Linked DNA regions of Mus musculus: all the other regions are linked to region 1. The links are chromatin contacts, called in public Hi-C and HiChIP or PLAC-seq maps. All regions are on one chromosome and are shown on one strand. The core of a region is the stretch at or near the end of the contact, and the rest is flanking DNA. Distances in the headings are between cores, read along the strand shown. Region 1 overlaps Mettl8 (methyltransferase like 8). Region 2 overlaps Gm39843 (a long non-coding RNA gene). Region 3 overlaps Mettl8 (methyltransferase like 8).

Evidence for each region. Hi-C and Micro-C count contacts between places; a contact is called where the count stands out from the background. HiChIP or PLAC-seq counts read pairs in DNA pulled down with a chosen protein or histone mark.
Region 2: an H3K27ac HiChIP or PLAC-seq map of regulatory T cell precursor shows a contact between it and region 1, with 3 times the contacts expected there. The contact joins two enhancer-like sites. A contact is called at or near these places in 1 of 15 datasets of contacts at CTCF or cohesin (thymocytes), 16 of 484 Hi-C or Micro-C datasets (CD4 T cells, CD8 T cells, DN3 thymocytes and 10 more) and 8 of 115 datasets of contacts at active chromatin or transcription factors (DN3 thymocytes, bone marrow-derived macrophages, double positive thymocytes and 5 more).
Region 3: a Hi-C map of pre-pro-B cells shows a contact between it and region 1, with 1.8 times the contacts expected there. The contact joins two enhancer-like sites. A contact is called at or near these places in 1 of 15 datasets of contacts at CTCF or cohesin (CD8 T cells), 22 of 484 Hi-C or Micro-C datasets (B cells, bone marrow, bone marrow-derived DN2 thymocytes and 14 more), 5 of 115 datasets of contacts at active chromatin or transcription factors (bone marrow-derived macrophages, embryonic stem cells and memory CD8 T cells) and 3 of 9 other capture datasets (adipose tissue, liver and pancreatic islet).

Annotation. Positions count from the first base shown.
Region 1 is chr2:71,029,971-71,033,946 of GRCm38.p6, reverse strand. All of the region lies in intron 1 of Mettl8 (methyltransferase like 8), which reads left to right. Among named protein-coding and RNA genes, the nearest start is that of Mettl8, 24 kb to the left of the region's middle. Within about 2 kb of position 1,671, at least 71 of the 459 cell types and tissues checked have an H3K27ac peak or open chromatin away from gene starts, as enhancers often do. A contact at or near this core is called in B cells, CD8 T cells, DN3 thymocytes and 9 more, where this site is marked.
Region 2 is chr2:70,929,021-70,932,996 of GRCm38.p6, reverse strand. The region is part of intron 1 of Gm39843 (a long non-coding RNA gene); the gene reads right to left. Among named protein-coding and RNA genes, the nearest start is that of Gm39843, 7.9 kb to the right of the region's middle. Within about 2 kb of position 1,921, at least 38 of the 459 cell types and tissues checked have an H3K27ac peak or open chromatin away from gene starts, as enhancers often do. A contact at or near this core is called in CD8 T cells, DN3 thymocytes, double positive thymocytes and 3 more, where this site is marked.
Region 3 is chr2:70,962,504-70,966,479 of GRCm38.p6, reverse strand. It overlaps Mettl8 (methyltransferase like 8), which reads left to right. Exons shown (of 10, transcript NM_145524.3): 9 at 1-32; 10 at 801-1,919. The coding sequence ends at 964. Among named protein-coding and RNA genes, the nearest start is that of Gm39843, 41 kb to the right of the region's middle. Within about 2 kb of position 1,814, at least 96 of the 459 cell types and tissues checked have an H3K27ac peak or open chromatin away from gene starts, as enhancers often do. A contact at or near this core is called in B cells, CD8 T cells, bone marrow and 4 more, where this site is marked.

The DNA of each region.
Region 1 (3,976 bases), core at 422-2,921:
ATTAATTATTCATTAATTTTATTGTGTTTCTTTCTCTTCTTCAAGCATTAAGGGGCATCCTTTAAAAATGTTCTGGTGGGGTGGCTGGAAGGAAAAGGTGTTTGAACCAAACCTAATGATCTTGGTTCAGTTTCTGGAACCCACACGGTAAGAGAGAACTTCCTCAAGTTTCCTTCTGAGCTCTCTCTATGTGTGTGTGTGTATTTATACATACACACACACACACACACATATATATACATATATATGTATATATACATTCATATTCTCTCTCTCATGAGTGTGTGCACTCTAAACAAAATTGTTTTAAAAAGAACGAACTCCATTTTACACGTGAACCTCTAGGCTTCAGTACAGTAAGTAGTGGGGCTGATCCTGTCATCAGCTTTAGCATTCTTTCCCAGCCCAGTGTGTTGCTGGCTTGGGAAGTTGGGACTCCATAGAGCTCTTTAAGCTAAGAAGCTTCCTGGTGAAGAGCTTGGTTCGATAGCCACAGAGCCCTGTGGACATTCTAAGGAGAGCCAAACTGACGCTAGCCATGGTGACATTTGGCTAGCATCAGACGCCTGCCACGAACCCAGCACTATGCCTATCCCTCCTGGAAGCCTCCTGTATTTTGAAAACACCATATTGGCCACATTTATTAAAGAAAATCAAAATGATCAAAGTATCATGCCGGAAGTTGTGGAGTGACAGTGACAGACCCCAGATGCAGCTCAACCCACACTCTTCACCACATCAAGCACCACTTCCCAAGAGTCCTCCCGTGCTCCTGCCCAACTTGGAGTAGTTGACTGCTAAGGAGAACTAAGAGTAGAACCTTCTGGAACAGAATCTCCTGACACCATATTTATTCCTCAATGCTGAGAAGTAAGGGACTGTTACAAGAAAAAAAAGACCAAAAACCAAAAAACCAAAACATTCTCAGCTTCCTGGGTTGACGTAAAATGTGTTTACTATGTTGTCTGTGAACACAAATCTAGGTATGTGCTCTTTGTGCACAGAGCGCCTATTCAGCCATAAAACTGGAATAAGTACAAACACTACGACAAAACCAATAAAACTCAAACTAACAGCATTATACTGTGACTGCTGTTTTTCCAGGGAAGCTAAATTGCAGCTCTCATTATAAACAAGGCCATGGCCATCACCACACAGGTTCTTTTGACCCTGGCCCATCTGTGCTGTTGTGTGCTGTGTGTCTGCTCAATTCCCTCACCGCCTTTCTCTGTTCAGAGTACTGCGGAATCTTTTTACAGTGCACTGTGTTCTCAGATGCATCATTTACATATTACATCTGTGCTGCTTGTTGCCGACAAGATCATAAATGCAAACACAGGCGCTGAAACCAAGCAGCGGTTACACGTGTGCTCGTGTTGATTTGGCTTTCAGATTATTATCATAATAAAAACCCAGCGACATCATCATGGAACCCTTGTTTGACAAAACCTACTTGAGAAGGCGTGCCAGTGGGGAAACTTTACCGCCGGCTGCCTTGCAGAAGAGGGAAGTAAGGTGGTGAATGGGAGCCCAGCTTTGAGCTTTTCTCCCTGCCCAAGTGTTTCCTTTTCATAGGTGTTTGTGGCTTTGTGGTCTTAGCTATGGTTAAGAATCTCTCACTCAAAACAGCATGTCCCTCTCACTGTTAGTGTTACTGCTTTTGTTACTAGGAGACACAGGGTAGCCAATTTAGAAGGCTCAGTTACTAAACAGTTCCTCCTGTCTGTTTCGGCCCCTTATTTCTGTTAAACCTGGGCTGCCACCACATCAAGTCTATCAACCACGTGCGCCTCTTTCACGTGTTCCTTTATCGCTTGTTTACTTATTTTCAGTGCTGGGGAACGAATTTGACCTTGAACGTGCTGGATAAATGCCCCACCACTGAACTACATCCCCAGCTTTCAGAGATTGAGACAGAGTGCAGGGTCTTCTGACCAGCCTGAGTTTCATAGTGAGACTTTGTATCAAATGGGAGTGAGAGATAACAGAAAGATGAAGCTGATTTAAATAACTGTGGGAATGTGTTGGCTCAATGGGGTGAGGAGACAGAGGCAGGACTGGTTCCAGTGACAATCCATCTACGGGATCCAGGGGACATAGCTTCTCATCGCCTTCTTAGTTTTCTGTACTCATAATTGCCTTTCAGCTTGAATTTATATCATGCTCTGCTAAGGCCAAGTCCATCTGTATGAAACATGAGTGTTCTCTTGCCATTCTAGTTCCTGACCCATTTGAAACCTCATGAGCACATTCTTAAAAAAAAAAAAACAAAAAACAATTCTCCTCTCATATATTAATTACATCCTGACCACAGTTTCTCCCCCATCCTCTCCTCCCAGCTCCCCTGCCACCTCCCCTCCTCCCCAGATCTACTCCTCTTCCATTTCCCTTCAGGAAAGAGCAGGCTTCCCAGGGATATCAACAGAAGAAGGCATAAGAAGCTGCAGTAAGACTCGGTACCTCCCCTCATATTAAAGCTGGACAAGGCAACCCAATAGGAGGAAAAGGCTCTCAGAAGCAGGCAAAAAGAGTCAGAGACAGCTCCCACTCCCGCTCTTAGGAGTCCCACAAGAACACCAAGCTACATATGCAGAGGACCTAAGTCAGACCTTACAGGCTTTCTGATTGTTGCTTTAGTGTATATGAGTCAGGCCTGTGAGTCTTGATTAGTGGATTCTGTGGACTGTTTTCTTGTGTCCTTGACACCTCTGGCTCCTACAATCCTTCCTCCTCCTCTTCTGCAGGATTCCTGAGCTCCAACTAATGTTTGGCTGTGGGTCTCTGCGTCTTCTCCTATCAGCTGGATGGAGCCTCTCTTGATTATGCAATCTAACAAGTATAGCAGAGTATCATTAAGAATCATTTCATTGACTCCTTCCTTCCTTCCTTCCCTCCCTCCCCTCTCTGTCCCTGTCTCTGTCTCTCTTTTTTTTCTGTTTTTGTTTATTAATTTTTTATTTTTTATTTGCCAGTTGTGCTTGGTTCTACCCTAGGTCTCTGGGCTGTCTAGCCTCTGGCTCCTCCCACTCCAGGCAGTGTCACGTCAAGTGTGGGCTCTCTCCTGGTGTGGGTCTCAAGTTAGATCAGTCATTGGTTGGCCACTCCCACAAGTTCTGCACCACCTTTATTTATCCCAGCACATCTTGCAAACAGTACAGATTGTAGGTCAAAGGTTTTGTGTCTGGATTGGTGTCCCAGTCCCTCCACTGGAAGCCTTACCTGGTTACAGGAGATAGCTGGCTCAGGTTTCGAATCTCCCTTTGCTAGGAGTCTTTGTAAGTTCCAGGGAGTTTCCATTGCCCTAGGTTTCTATCTCTCTCCTGATTTGTCTCCCAATTCCAGTCATCTCTCCCAGTGCTCCCTCCCTTTATCCCCACACCTGTGCACACCTGATCCCACCTGCCCTAGGGCACCAGGCCACTTCCTATCTCTATTCTGTTTCTCCTTCCCAGGGAGATCCATTCAACCTCCTTTGAGCCCTCCTTGTTACTTAGCCTTTCTGGGTCTGAGGAGTGTAACACAATTATCCATTAGCTTACAGCTAATATCCACTTATAAGTGAGTACCCTACCATGTTTGTCTTTCTGGGTCTGGGTTACCTCACTAAGGATGATTTTTTTTTCTTGTTCCATTCATTTGCCTGCAAATTTCATGAGGTCATTTTTAATGATCTTTTTTAAAGACAACCGAGTAATACTCAGTTGTGTAGATGTACATTTTCTTTATCCACTCTTCAGCCGAGAGACATCTAAGCTCTTTTCAGCTTCTGACTATTACAAATGGAGCCGCCATGGATGTAGTTGAGCAGTGTCCATGCAGTAGGATAAGGCATCCTTTGGGTGTGCCCAGGAGTGGTATAGCTGGCTGTGGACGTTGGTACTCTCACCAGCAACGGAGGAGGGCTCTCCTCGTCATAAGCACATTCTTGTTTGTTTGTTTGTTTGTTTGTTTTCCGAGACAAGGTTTCTCTGTGTAA
Region 2 (3,976 bases), core at 672-3,171, 100 kb after region 1:
TCTCGGTGCCAGAGAAATTGTCTTTGAAGCTCACATGAGTGTGTGTGTGTGTGTGTGTGTGTGTGTGTGTGTTCCAGTATAATCTATGGCTTTAGGAAAATCACTTAGCCCATTTGAGTTTGCTTTTATCCATCTACAAGATCGATAAAAATATTGTTATAGTAACATCTCAAGATTTGATGTTAACATAGAACATGACACATCAAACAACAGACCTGTCTGCTCACTGTTTGTTTGTTTGTTTTTGGTTTTTCAAGACAGGGTTTCTCTGTGTAGCCCTGGATGTCCTGGAACTCACTTTGTAGACCAGGTTGGCTTCGAACTCAGAAATCCGCCTGCCTCTGCCTCAAGAGTGCTGGGATTAAAGGCGTGCGCCACCACGCCCAGCTCTGCTCACTGTTTTTAAGATGACTTTGTTCACAATAGCCAAATCAGAAAATCAGCCTAGGTGTCCATTGACAGGTAAAATGGATAGAGAAGGTGAGATAGATATCTATACATGATAAAATACTTATCCATGAAGAAGTACAAAGCTAGATCATGTGCAGGGAATGGAACTGGAAATCACCCTGTTAAATGAAACAAGCCAGATGTGGGATAACAGAACCTACATGTTCTCTCTCTCATCTGGATTAAAAAAAAAAATCAAGACCTGAAAGCAGAAGCAGGAGAAGAAAAGTACCAGCAGGAGCGGGAAGGAGAGGCAATAAGGGTAATGAATGAATGTGAATAAATGCAATAAAAACATCCTAAGTATGTGTAAAATGTCATAACGAAGCCTATTACTTTGTACAATGAACACACAGCAATAATCTTGTTTTATGAAAGATTAGTCATGCCAGGCGAGGCACCTGTAGCCACAACCCCTCAGGATTGGAGGCTGAAGGATTAGGAGTTTAAGGCCAGCCTGGGCTACATGATGCTATATCTCAAGGGGCGGAGCAGAGTCAGGCAGTGGTGGTGCACACCTTTAGACCCATCACTCAGGAGGCAAAGGCGAGCAGATTTCGAGATCAACCTGATCTATAGGGTGAGCTCCAGGACAGTACTTTCAAGATGCAGAGAAACTCTGTCTTGAAAAAACAACTACAAGCAAAGAGAAGAAGGAGAAGAAGGAGAAGGAGATTAGAGACAATAGCCTTTAAAGCAACTGTTTCCATTAAGGGCTCAATTAATGCTAAATAATAAAATAATTAAAATGTAAATACCTATGGAACAAAGCACTCTTTCAGTTGTAGAATTTTACCTAGATATGTGAATTCTTCTTCAACTGTCCTCTAGACTGTGTGGCTTTGAAACCATGGACAGCATAAAGTTACAGGGTTTGGAGACATTTCTTTGTCTTTGACTCCTTATGAGCAACCTCATTTATCAAAGAAATACTTTCTGAGCAGCTACTCTGCATTCAATGCTAGGCTGGCTCTGGATAGGCGGGGGATAAACAAGACCTTGCAGGCTATGCTGAGGATCAGAAAAGCAAGAGGTTGGACTTCGCTGGGCTGCCCACCTGTGGGGTTTATCCTTCTAGGCTTGATGCTGATTGCTGACACCATTCCCCCCCCCCAAAAAAAAAAGAAGAAGAAGAAGGAGGAGGAGGAGGAGGAGGAGAAGAAGAAGGAGGAGGAGGAGAAGAAGAAGGAGGAGGAGGAGGAAGAGGAGGAGGAGGAGAAGGAGAAGAAGGAGAAGAAGAAGAAGAAGAAGAAGAAGAAGAAGAAGAAGAAGAAGAAGAAGAAGAAGAAGAAGAAGAAGAAGAAGAAGAAAGAAGAAGAAGAAGAAAAGAAAAAGCAAGCAAAGACGGAAGCTTTGCACTTGGCAAGCGGTTAGCATAAAGTCCTCCTGGAGACCGCTGCATCGCTCAGTAGACAACCTCTTGGCAACCTCAGTCTCCTCAAGAGGAAACAGATGGCGGAACACCTGCTTCCTGCGGCTGCCCCAGAGGTGAAATTTCAATCTATCAATCTCATTTGATAAACCAGGTTATTTACTCTACCCAAACACATGACCAGTGTCACAGGCATTTTAGAGGATATAAATAAAAATAAGAAAGTGTCCCAGGAGACTTAAGCCACTAGAGGACAAAATACCTACCTGCCTCTGAGGCAGAGGCAGAGGTGGAGTGTGCGCTCATTTGCTTACCCTAGGAAAAGCTGCGTAGGAACCAGGGGCTTTGGGCTGTGTTTACTGACTGAGAGAAGCAAGTCAGTGGGAAACATCTGTTGAGCACCCATTCTATGCCACCGTTGATCACTGCAGACATCCGTGCTGATGTCATCTCAAGGTATTTGTCCATTATTAAGAATAAAGGTGGACCCAGATGTAGCTGTCTCTTGTGAGACTATGCCGGGGCCTAGCAAACACAGAAGTGGATGCTCACAGTCAGCTAATGGATGGATCACAAGGGCTCCCAATGGAGGAGCTAGAGAAAGTACCCAAGGAGCTAAAGGGATCTGCAACCCTATAGGTGGAACAACATTATGAACTAACCAGTACCCTGGAGCTCTTGACTCTAGCTTCATATGTATCAAAAGATGGCCTAGTCGGCCATCACTGGAAAGAGAGGCCCATTGGACACGCAAACTTTATATGCCCCAGTACAGGGGAACGCCAGGGCCAAAAAGGGGGAGTGGGTGGGTAGGGGAGTCGGGGTGGGTGGGTATGGGGGACTTTTGGTATAGCATTGGAAATGTAAATGAGCTAAATACCTAATAAAAAATGGAAAAGAAAAAAAAAAGAATAAAGGTACAATGTTTGATCTTCAGGCAATCGATCGGGTGAAACAGCCCAAAGAACAGCGCTATACACACAGGGAATCAAAGGCATGAAGGATCGGCGCCAGGGGTGGCAGACCTATCACGGGGGGTGACTGTGGGGTGGGAGCAAGGTTGGGTGTGGGGTGGAGAGCTGCCCCTGGAATGCAGCAGCAAGCTTCACAGAGGTGGTAGCATTCTAGTTGAGAAGAAACATGTAAAAGAGGTTGCGACCAGCCGGTCGGGACCAACAGTGCAGATTCTAAGGGCTGCGGGAACTGGCAAACCCCTGCGGCTTTCGTTTTAACCAAGAAGCCTGATTTCCCTGTGGCAAGGCACACGGGACTCAAGATGTTTAGTTTAGTCACAGCACGTTGAGGCCTGATTATGCTTCCTTGTGCGGTTTCCATTCTGCTCAGAAGTCTGTCGGGCTAGCAGCTAGTCTTTACGTTGAAACTTGGCTTGTTTTGCACAGATGGGATTCAGGAGGGAGACATGGTTACACATAGAGTCTCTCTCTGACCCAGGACTGGAGGTGATGAAAAGCCATCCTTGTGTACTTTCTCCTTTCCGTGGGAAGGACTTAGAAGATGATGTTGGTTAAATGCTGCTGTTAAACTCTGGGTCTGAATTGTGACCCTGGACTCAAGTTTTGAATGCTTAGTCCCCTGGTTTGTGGCAGGCACTATTTCAAAGGCGATGGGGTCTTTGGAGGGGGGAGGACTGGCTAAAGTAGGTCACAAGGGACAGGCCTCTGAAGGTTATAGGTGCTTCTGGTCTGTGGTCAACCTCCTGCTCTGATGCCTTTCGAGGAGTCTCTGCTGCATGCTTTTGCCTCCAGAGAGCTCCTTCTGTATGCCTGCCTCCATTGCCTTCTTCCCGTGATAAACCAACACTCCTCCAAACCTGTGAGCCAGAAGGACTTCTTCCTCCCTTGCATTGCCCCCATCAGGTTATTTGTCTGGTTGCTTTTCATTACAAAGACACAAAACAGCACAGATAGGAAGTTGTCTCGGCCAATCATCAGAAGTTCAAATCTCAGGTCTCCCTTTACTAGCTGGTTTTTTGTATAGACTCTTCGCTCCAGTTTGAATTGTGGGCTTGAACCCAGCCATGAAATGTGGGCTACCACTCCAAGTTTGGGGCCCACTAAGGAAAAAAATATCAGAGAAGGTATTTTTACCCTTCTATTTATTGAGTGAACAGGGGCACTCATTGGTCACCCACCC
Region 3 (3,976 bases), core at 565-3,064, 68 kb after region 1:
AGATGGTACCAGAGCTTATTTCTTTACAAAAGGTATGCTGATCAGTCTCGCCTAGGGTAGGCGGTGAGCTGTGAAAACCCTCCTCAAGCGTCTGCTCACAGGGACACACTCAGGAGCTGTGAGCACGAGGCCACAGTGCTGATTAACACAAGTCTTCATGCCCCGGTACTCACAATAGTGCCACACAGAAGCATGCAATGGCCTTTTGCCCTTCAATATTTTTCCAGTTAAAACTGCCTTTAAAGAGTCGGTTGTTTCGCTCTTACCCTGGAGCGAAGGTACAGGGTGTAATTTGGGAGTTAGTGTTAGCCTGAATATGAAAGAAACTGATAAGATGCCACAGCCAGAGGAAAGAATTTTATTTTTAAAGGTCTATAGAAAATTCGATCTCAGTAGTCAATTTCTTGTCTTTAGTAAATACTTTTGACAGCACCAGGTGAACCGTGCGTTCAGGGATTTCTCCAAAGTTAATAGAGCCTTTTATAATATGTGATCTTGGATGATTTTAAGCAAAGGCTCAGAAAGGAGGCACATGTCAAAGTATGGAAAGCTGTAGCCACAGCTCGGCTCACAGTAACTTACCCTGATCAGGCTGACCCGTCCGTCCGTCAGCCTGTCTGTACTCGCAGTGTATGTGGGAATGAAGAGGCCCCACCTGGTGTTGTGGGTTTCCTTCACCCAGCTCTCTGCTTCTTGGTATAAGAGAATCGGATGAGCAGTCCTCCATGGTGTTCCATTGGGTCTCACCCCTCTCCCCCCCACCACATGCTATATCGTTGACTGCCACTCTTGTCTCAAAGGGGAAATCCGCCGTATGTTCTGCGAGGCTGGATTACACGAAAAGCAAAATCTGGTTGATCATCGCTTGCAAGTGAACAGGAAAAAGCAAGTGCAGATGCACCGAGTGTGGATTCAAGGAAAATTCCAGAAACCATCGCCCTGGACTCCACAGAGTGGAAATTAGCATTCACTGCATTCTCAGGACCGAACTATGTGTCATGTTAAAGTATGAACCCAGGGCCTGATACTGTTCAAAGACTTCTCTTCCAGAGATGAGCAGAAGAGCATCCGCAGCTCTGCTGGTCTGCTGTCAGTGCTCTCAGGACATTTTAAGAACAAGGATGTGACTTGAAAGAGTCTCCCACCCTCTGGGTTTCCAGAACTTGAAATGTATGTTTGGTTTTGTTTCATCTAACCATGTTCCCTTGAATTGTATGACTTTGAATTAAGAAGCGTATAGTTTTGAGAAATGTAACCCGTCCATGTTTTAGAAGTGGAAAAATGATCTACTTTATTGTTGAGTATGGTAAAGCAGTCAAACTGCCCTCTGCTGTCAGCCAGTAGCAGCGGCATAGTGTGCCTTGTTCTTGGGGGAACTCAGGATGAAGGGTTACTGTGTTTTGTTCTGTTCTTATCTATTTTCTCTCAAAACTCACCAACCACCACCACCACCACCACCACACACAAGTGTCTGAAATACAACCTTAGTTTCTCTTTCCAAAAAATGGGGAAGTGTGACCCTTGTTAACATCACTTCCGGGCTATTCTTAGATATGCAGATCATCTTTGAGACACTGTCTGTGCTGTGGTGGCCAGTTTTAATTGTCAACTTGACACACTCTAGAACCACCCAGGAAGAGTCTCAGATTGTCAGTTGTCTGTGAGATTGTCTTGATTGTATTAATTGATGTGGGAAGACTTGTCTACTGTGGGCAGTACCATTCCCTGGAGGTTGGACCCTGAACCAAGTAAGTGTGGGAAAAGGGAGCTGAGCACTGGCACACCAGTATTCATGCTCGCTCTTCTCCTGACCATGGGTGTAACCAGCTGCTTCAAGCTCCTGCCTCCTTGACTTCCTGCTGTAACTGGGTGGACTGTAGCTTGGAGTTGTGAGCTAAAATAAACCTTTTCTTCCAAAAGTTGCTTTTGTTGGAGTTTTGTTTTGTTTTGTTTTGTTTTGTTTTGTTTTTATGTGCATGGGGTTTGCCTGAATGCATGTCTGGGCACCACGTACATGCCTAGTACCTGCAGAGGCCATTGGTATCTCTGCCTGCAGAGAGCATCGGATCCCTACCTGAGTTATAGGTGTTTGTGAGCCTGTTGTATGACAGACTTTTCCTGAGAAGAGGCAATATACACTTGTCTACTCGCCCACAGTAGGGAGTCCATGACAGAACAAAGGATGGATACCACTAAAGTTCAATTTAGTGAACCAGTGAGTTTTATTAGGGTCATTTACAGGAATATGGATGAGGGGTTGCTTACAGGAGTAGAAATGACTCAAAGACAGCTGCATCACCAAAGTCAACCCCAGCATGGGTGACAGCTCACAAAAACTGGGAACCAGGAGCCCACTGCACAGCCTGCAGGCTGATTGGAGAGTGCCCTTTCCAGGTGCCTCAGTTCTAAGCCTCTTCCAGTAGCTCGGCTGGTCTCTGCTTCTTGGCATCTTGACTTGTCTGGAAGTGGTGTTTACTATTTATTCTGGGGAAGGAGGGGCCTAGTGAATTTAGTCAATTTTAGGGACTTCCTGCAGCTATTCTGAGTTATTTACTTTTTGTCTTAACTTTGAGAGCTAGACTGTTTCAATCTGGAAGGAAACCACTATACAACAGAGCTGTCATGTGGGGACTGGGTGTCTTCTTCTGGAAGAGCAGCCAGTCTTAACCCCTGAGCCATCTTGCCAGCCTCACTGTCAGGGTATTTTATCACTGCTAAACTAAAGCATTTATTCAATAAAATCCTCCTTAACCACTCGAAATGTATTTGTTTCCCTTGCTTCAGAAAGAAAATATGTTGGCTTGCTAATTGCCCATTGTAAAAAAACAGAGTCCCTAAAACAAGTCCCCCATTATATAGTGTTTACTGAATGCTTTCATTATATGTTATCGAAGTTTGGGTTCACAACTTGTGCCCCAAGTCAGGTCTGGTTACCCATCTTCAGTAAGCCAATTAAAAGAGCCAGACTAAAGTAGAAAATAGAAAAGGAGACTTATTCAGTGTGGACACATTGAAAAGATGGACAGAGAGATCAAGGGGACTCCCCCCAGGTTCAGTCTTTGGGGTTCTGAAGGTTTAAATAGAGACCTGAAGAAGCAGCCCTCTCAAGGTGTGGTCTCTGTAAGCCCTGATCTCAGAAAGAACAGATGAGGAAATAAATCAGTGGGAAGAAATGCATAGTCCTCTGAAAGCAGTGGTCTGGGAAAATAGAGATCCAAAAGTTTTTCCCTCCTTATTTGTTTGCTTGTTTGAAACAATCTAACTCACAGCCCCGGCTAGCCTCAGCACAGAGCAGAGATCCTGCAACCCTGGCCTTTAGACCTGATTCATGGTGCAGACTAGCCTCAGCACAGAGCAGAGATCCTGCAACCCTGGCCTTCAGATCTGACTCATAGCCAGGGTAGCCTCAGCACAGGGCAGTGATCCTGCTGCCCTGGCCTTCAGATCTGACTCATAGCCAGGGTAGCCTCAGCACAGGGTAGTGATCCTGCAGTGCTGGCCTCCAGGGGGTTCAGATTTCCAGGTGTGAGACTTTTTAATAAAATCACTTAGACTGTTTGGGGTTGTGTGTTTGTAACCCTTCAGAATTGAAGATATTCGAAAGAGATGCTGGTGTCTCTCAGTCTCACTGTCAGACTGTTGAAACAGTGGACCCCAAAGAAGTAAAGCTTTCACCCAGGAATCTCATGCTGGGAGACAGAAAGGGTACCAGCCAGAGGGGTACTTGTGTCCCAGAGAGAGATTCCACACAGTTCTAACAACTCCAGACCACCTCTAGGACAAGACTAAAGTCCAGCCAAGGGCCCAATGGTGGGCCCACACATCAATGACACTGCTTAGATGTGCCAGTCCTTGGCCCTCTATTTAAAATTTAATCTCATTCTTGAAGATTGAGGCCAACTTGGAGTTTCTCTGGGTCTCTGTCCCTCTTCCAGTGCAACCACACTAAGTGAGTCTTTACTGTTTTTCACTTCAA